Regions from separate parts of the Gossypium hirsutum genome. Here region 1 is linked to region 2. Evidence: chromatin contacts called from public Hi-C data. All regions are on one chromosome and are shown on one strand. Each heading gives the region's core, a stretch centred on a gene start, on an enhancer-like site or on the middle of the called end of the contact. The rest is flanking DNA. Distances are from core to core; before and after follow the strand shown.

The links. Hi-C and Micro-C count contacts between places; a contact is called where the count stands out from the background.
Region 1: a Hi-C map of leaf shows a contact between it and region 2, with 4 times the contacts expected there. The contact joins the promoter of LOC107909900 here to the enhancer-like site in region 2. A contact is called at or near these places in 2 of 34 Hi-C or Micro-C datasets (both in leaf).

The regions. Positions count from the first base shown.
Region 1 is chrD02:53,807,170-53,810,586 of Gossypium_hirsutum_v2.1, reverse strand. It overlaps LOC107909900 (protein C2-DOMAIN ABA-RELATED 9), which reads right to left and starts at 1,662. Exons shown (of 3, transcript XM_016837599.2): 1 at 1,266-1,662. The coding sequence starts at 1,379. LOC107909898 (endoglucanase 8-like) reads right to left here. Exons shown (of 7, transcript NM_001327026.1): 5 at 3,078-3,189; 6 at 2,807-2,970; 7 at 2,368-2,691. The coding sequence ends at 2,368.
Region 2 is chrD02:53,560,666-53,564,258 of Gossypium_hirsutum_v2.1, reverse strand. No RefSeq gene overlaps it. Among protein-coding and RNA genes, the nearest start is that of LOC121214713, 18 kb to the left of the region's middle. Within about 2 kb of position 1,563, at least 1 of the 9 cell types and tissues checked has an H3K27ac peak or open chromatin away from gene starts, as enhancers often do. A contact at or near this core is called in leaf, where this site is marked.

The DNA of each region.
Region 1 (3,417 bases), core at 413-2,912, 250 kb before region 2:
CATGTACAAATGTTATACGTCGATTCTCTCCTAGATTATTCTAAACTTAAATGTGGGTCATGTCCACATTTACTTCGACCTAAGCTTAGATATATTTCAGTTTCCAACCCACAATTAATTATAACTATAAGGCTAAAGTATTAAAAAAGCTCTTTTAAAATAATTTAAAAAAATGAATTGAGTCTTTTGTCAGAAAGTGCAATCAATTGAGTCCTTAATCAAAAGTTAGCAATCAATTAAGCCATTAGAATATGGTTTTCTGTCAAGCCCTTAATGGACCATTGAGTGCTAATGTGGTAATTGATATGTAAAAATAATGATGGTGGTGACTAACATGGCATTTGAGGTGAAAAAAATGGTAACATGGATGGCTTAATTGATCTTAATCATTTTACATGGGCTTAATTTATTTTTAATTATTTAAGTTTTAAAATTGTTAAATCTTATAATTTTTTCTTGGAAAATATAAAAATTATAGAAAAATTGTTATTAAATATTAAAAAATTATAAAAATTATAAAATATCATTAATATGTTATGAAAAAGATATCAAACTATTATATAAATAATATAAAATTATAGAACTTATAAAAAAATAAAACAATAAGAAATTATATAAAAATATATAAATTTATTTTAAAAAGTTATAAAAACTTATTAAAAGTATTAAAAAGTTATAAAAATTATAAATATGTAATAAAATTATAGAAAATTTTTGTTATTTGGAGTGCTTGGATTTGGTTTTAATGGTGAAATTGAATTGTGATGGTGATAGACTTGTATAGGGTGTTGAATAAGAGGTCCGAGAGGCAATGAATTTAGTGTTTGGTGATTGAAGATGAGTGGTGAGTAATTATTTTAGTTGAGAAGACGTGATGAGAGGGAAGTTAATAGGAATAGATTTAGGTATGATGTACGACCGTGTGTGAAGCAAAACAAAAAAAAAGAGTAATATTTAAAAAAAAATGTTGTAAAAAACATTGGAAATTATAAAAAAAAATATAAAAATTTATGAAAACAAGAGGCTTAAGTTGAGATATGAGCGCTCATTTGTGAAATAACAATAGGCAATTGTCAACTAGTTCTAGAGAAAAAAAAGGAGCGCTCTGGGTAATACAATAGCAACCGATTTTAACATATACTTGAGTTCACTCATTTGGGAAATAAAACTCTAGAGTACTTGATTGTAAATTTTGAGAATTTTTTCCAAGATAACATAATCAAATTTCTCCTAATTTGAGAAGGGATGAAGGAAACACAACAAACCTGTTGAGTGGTGGTGATGACAACATATGGATCACTGCTAGACGCTATCTTATCACGAACAATAAGATTGTAGCCTCTTCGGACCCTAATTCTGAGAAGTCCCAACGTATCCATTGCAACAAACACGTTGTTTTTTTTCAGATATTACAATCCAAACAAAACAATAATCTGAAACAACTTTCTTTTACTTCCTCTTTCTTGGAAGAATACCAATGTATTGCAATAAAAATAATAAACTTGACAAATGAGAAACAAATGGTTTGGAATTGGAAGGAATCTTTAATTTCCACTGTCTATAGACTCCACCTTCTTTCTAGCGTCTTGTGGTTCATTCATTTTCAAAAAAGTATAACAGAAAATGTCAAAATCCATAATCAATGAACATCTAAATTTTAGAAAGATGAGTGGTTCACCGCTTTCTTGCATATTTGTGTCATCATCTTGATCACAAGAAGTTCACAATAAATATTAACCATTGGTGTTGTTTTTAGTCAATTAAATGAGAATAAAGAACTCCAAAATTTATATGCTTGAATATAATATATATAGGCATATGGTATAATTGATATGAAATTATACAATTTATAAAAAAATTTATTGAGTTGTGTCACCCGACTACTTGTAAAATTTAACTTATATGTTTGAATATAATATATATATAGGCATATGATATAACTAATGTGAAATCTATACAATTTATAAAGCTTTTTATTGAATTGATATCCCTCATCAATTGGATTCCAACTCACCTTAAAAAATAAAAAAAAATTTCAAAACTTTCACTCTCGTCCATGAATAAATTGTTAAATTTGTTTAGCTTATTTATATCTAAACTCGATTCTTTTCATTATCAAGCTTTAAAACTAAAAATATGTTTGAAGATAGAATTTATATATATGTAAGGCAATAACTAGAACTTGAGTACAAAATTATTAGCAATAGGAGAAATGGGTGCTTTGGGTAAAGGCATAAATCTTAAAACTTAGCCCAACAAAGATAAAAAGGCGCTCACTTTTTTGTGTAGCTTTCAATTGGGAATCGTTTGATTCCACAATGACGATAATGATAAATCACTGATTACAATTACTCTATATGCGGAAAATCAAGGGTGGGCTGAAAAGAATGCAAGGAGACCAACAAGTGGCGCATTGATGTAGGTTGTGGGCTCCGACTCTTGAAAATAAGGCCTTGAATCTGGAAAGGCATCCGACACATTAGGCCCACCCACTACTGCTCCCACTAGTAAATTGGGGTTGGGGTTTGGGCTTAGATAATAGCGAGTCCCCGCTTTGCAACCGATGCGAGCCGGGTGGGCCGCGACCGATGGCAGTGAGCTGCCCCTGTGATGAATCCTCCGAGGAAATCGTGCACCATACCCAACCATGTAGGATATCCCTAAAGGATTATCCCCCAGAATGTAGTCTACCTAAATTTACCACAGACAAGAATCACGTGAGGCCCTTCTCATTATAGAAGCAACAAAACAAAAGCCGTTGATTTTGTTTGATTTATTTAAATAGAAACCAAGAATGTCATACTACCTGGCGTTTGGCCAAGTGTTTGAGAAGGGCAGGGGAGGCTGATGATTCACCACATGGAACTACCTTGTTAGCATGGCTTAGGTAATTTGAATAGGCTAAAAGAAGGAAAGACAACGACGTTACATGCTGCATGTTACTCCCTCCAGTTTTGAACATCAGTCCACCTTTTTTATATTTTTTAACAGTGAAAAAGGGGTTAGTTTCTATGATTAGCAGAGATCTATGTCTTATTATTATTGTTTTTAGTATCAAATTGTTGAAAGCACATTACCGGGAGAGTACTGAACTTGAGGATGGGACATTCCAGGTAGTAAAGAACAAATAAAGCCATCAGCATTTTGCTTGAAAGACTCGAAATAGTCAGCTTTTCCCATCAGCACTTCCTGCCCCAGGAATTCCACAGATTAGATAATAATAATATAATAACTACTTGTTTCGTTTATCACATATACATTAATATATCAGCCTCAATGTATATTAAATGTTAATACTGCGTAGTCTGATAATACTAGTGTTCAGAAACCTAGAAAATCAATGTTCATGCACATAGAGATAAGTTGATGATATAGAATAAAATAAAAGATATTAAATGCATGAATATGACGAAATCA
Region 2 (3,593 bases), core at 314-2,813:
TGGTTTGAGATTAGCAAAAAAGGTCATTCGGTAGAAAGTCAGGATTGACTTTAAATTGACTCGTACAAAGCACAAATATATTTCGGTTAATATTTATTATTATAAATATTACAACAACTCATATTAAAAAAATTTAAACTATGCCTAAAAACTATTGTTTTCTAAATGGATTTTTCCAACACCCCTCTACATGCACTGTGTTAGGATTTGAGATTTCATCAATGATAACAACATAATGTCTTTTAGGAGTTGAGGGAAATTTCAAATTTACAAGCTGTAAAATTGATAGTGTAATGCTCTCTTCACGAATACTTTTTAGAGCAGTAGTAATGGATAAATGACCACAGGTTGAACTTGTATTTTCCATCACTTGACCTTGCTTGGCCCAACTTTAATTGAGATCTATACATTCTTTGTACCATGCATTTGAGAAACTTGTTTATTAATAGACCCTTTGCTAGTCTGAATAGCCTTGCCTTTTGAGTTATCATTGGGCCTCTTATTAGTTTTACCTCAACCCATACAATAAGCCGAACCTTACCCCTGTAAGGATAAAATTGGAATCCCCATATTACCCCTTTTTTTCTCAACGCCAATTTCATCTTGATAATTAGCTAAACTATTAAACCTTGATCCTACATTTGAAATTTCTTTATTTCCAAGCTTAATTTCAAGACGTTTCTTAGGAGGAGTTGGAGTCTTTCATTAGACAAGGACCATAATTGTTGTATATTTCCAAATGGTATATTGTCTTCTCCAAAGTTGACATATGTTCCTTCTCAATTTATCATCAAGATTATCATTCCTCTTTCAAAGAGGATAGATATCTATCATGTGATAGTAAAGATCATAAGTAAATAAATGTTAGATAGAGATTCGAATTCAGCCATTTATAGCGATTTGTTAATCTTAATTTTAAAAACTGATCGTTTACTTAAATCAAATGACACTGCTAACCTTACAAATCTCCCCTTTATTACGCTATCGATATTATTATATATTTTCATCATTTCCCATATCAATTCCCCAATGACATTTATCAAACTCCTTTTGTACTAAGAGCTGGAAAGGCCTGATAATCGTATCCACACTACCACGTGATTTGAATGAGGTTTCAAAGTAGAGGACTCCTCATAACAAGGTTGTACAGTGAGGCCAAACACTATCCTTGGCCCTCTTGATAAAACATTTGAATAATCTATTTTTTATTTAAATTTCACAATGTAGTATTCATTATCAAGATCTATGAGTTGTAACCCCTTCACTAGCTTCCAAAGTGCCTGGATTTTGTTCAAGAGCACACTAAATACAATCTTTCGTCCAAGCAATTTTATGACGATCGTCTTTCTCATACTTTGTTTGACTAAATTACGTACCCTTTCAAAGAAGGAGATTGATGGCACACCATCCACATTTTCCATGATGAAATCCTCATCTAGCATTTCAATATCATTGCCCTTTTCGATTTCAAGACATTCGTTTTTCTACTACAGAATGCAAGCAACATGTCCTTGAAAGAGGACAAGCCCTCCATTTGTATTTGTGTCCATTATTCGGCTGTAAGTGGGTCCTCTTACCGCACATGAACTTTTTTTTGTGACCCTACCACCCACTCGAACAGCAGCAAGCCTCATCATCCTCCTCTTTGCCATTGAATAAAAAAAGATGGATGGTTTTTCATGTGTAAAGGAGGATAGTTTTTTTTTTAAAAAAAACAAAAAATTATTTAGGTTTGAGCAAGAAAAACTAAAAATCGACTTGAATCAACATGTTTGTACAATTTATGAAATGTAAATTTAAAACTTGTAGCTACCCGAAATTGGACCGAAATCTATCTTTATTTAATATATAATTAATTTTAATTTTTTATGATATTAAAATAAATATTTTATATTTAATAAGGAAAGTAATTTAAAAGATTTTCAAAAATTATTGGTTTTAGAAATATTTATGAAAAAGGCTTTTGTTAAATAATTTTTAAAAGGCATAAAACAAAATTCATTTTGTCAAAATAAGTCTAGAAATTCAAAACAAAGCATTGATATGGAAAAACTGAAAATCGAACCAAATTAAATCACGATGAATAGTTCAAAAATCCAAAAAAAAGTCTACGGAACCAAACTGATATCACCCCAAACATTATTGTTCCAAAGTAGAAAAAGAAAAGAGAAAACAATTTCCTTAATTTTTATATTTATTAAAATAGTTTTATTTAGATTATTTAATCAGCTAATTTCGTGTTTTCTCAATGGAATGAGGGTGTTAAGAACCCAAAAGCTTAAGCTTTGGGTCCAAGTATGTATGGACTCCATTGATGTGATCTTATGGGCTTAAGGTCCAAACCAGATTAAATCTTTGAGAAATGGAAAATGAAGATTATAAACTGACAAGACTTTCATCACTGCATTCAAAACTTGAGCATAGATAACCTGTTGTTCATCAACATTAAAAATCTTATTTATATATTTAACAAATGCTTAAAGATTTACTGTTTTAGAATAAATATCCAAAATTATACTAGTTTCATGTGGTTTTTCACTTTTAACTTTTTAATTAGTTTTTAAATAATATATTTTTAATTATTGTAATTAATTTTTAATTCATTATTCAAATTGTTAAATATAATTAAAATATATTAATTTATTTAATAATTAAAATATAATAAGAAGATATTTTTAATATCATATTAAAATATTAATATTTTGTAGTTCAATTAATATTTTTAATAATATTTTAAAATTCAAATAATAATTAAAAATTGTTATTATTTTCAACATATAAATTAACTTTTACTTCATTTAATCATTATTTAAAAGAATAACTAATAAACGTTATTTAAATATATTTCTAATAAAAATTTTATTAAATCATTTGTACAAAAAATAAAAATATGATATATTGTAAAATAAACTCTTCATTCTTCAATTTTTATTTTTTTTTTCTTAATAGTCAATAAATTGACTATAATAATTTGCAAATAATATATAATTAATATGTAGCACACAAAAAATATCAAGTAAATTTTTTTTTAATTATTGTAATTGAGAAAACTTTTTTACGTCAATTTTTTCTTTTATTATAATTATTTTAACCAAAATTTTAAAATAATAATTTTATATTAAATTATAAATTTTTTAAATATGTAATTATCGCAACTACTATTATACTATAATTATTTTTAAATTTCAATTTAGTAATATGATAGAAAATAAATGGACTAATTTACCTATAAAGGCCTATTTCCAAGTATATTTACGGAAATGGGCCAATTTTTGCATTATTTACAAAAAAAGGGGCCAATTTAGGCAAAACGCGTCCACGTAGGGCGTTTTAAGGTGAAATTTTCAGCAAATTGCGCCCCTAGGGAGCGTTTTTGCCATGTCAGCACAAAACGCACTGACATGGACACGCTTTGCTGATGTGGCAAAAACACTCCCTCAGGGGAGCGTTTTGCTCCATGTTTTTGTCCCCAACAGCTTTTTTTTATGTTTGGGAGGGGTCCAATGGTAAAAAAAAAAGTATAAAAACCCCCTCCTATTATTTCACACAAAATTTCTTCAAAATTTAGCAAAAAACTCTCAAATTTCTCCCTA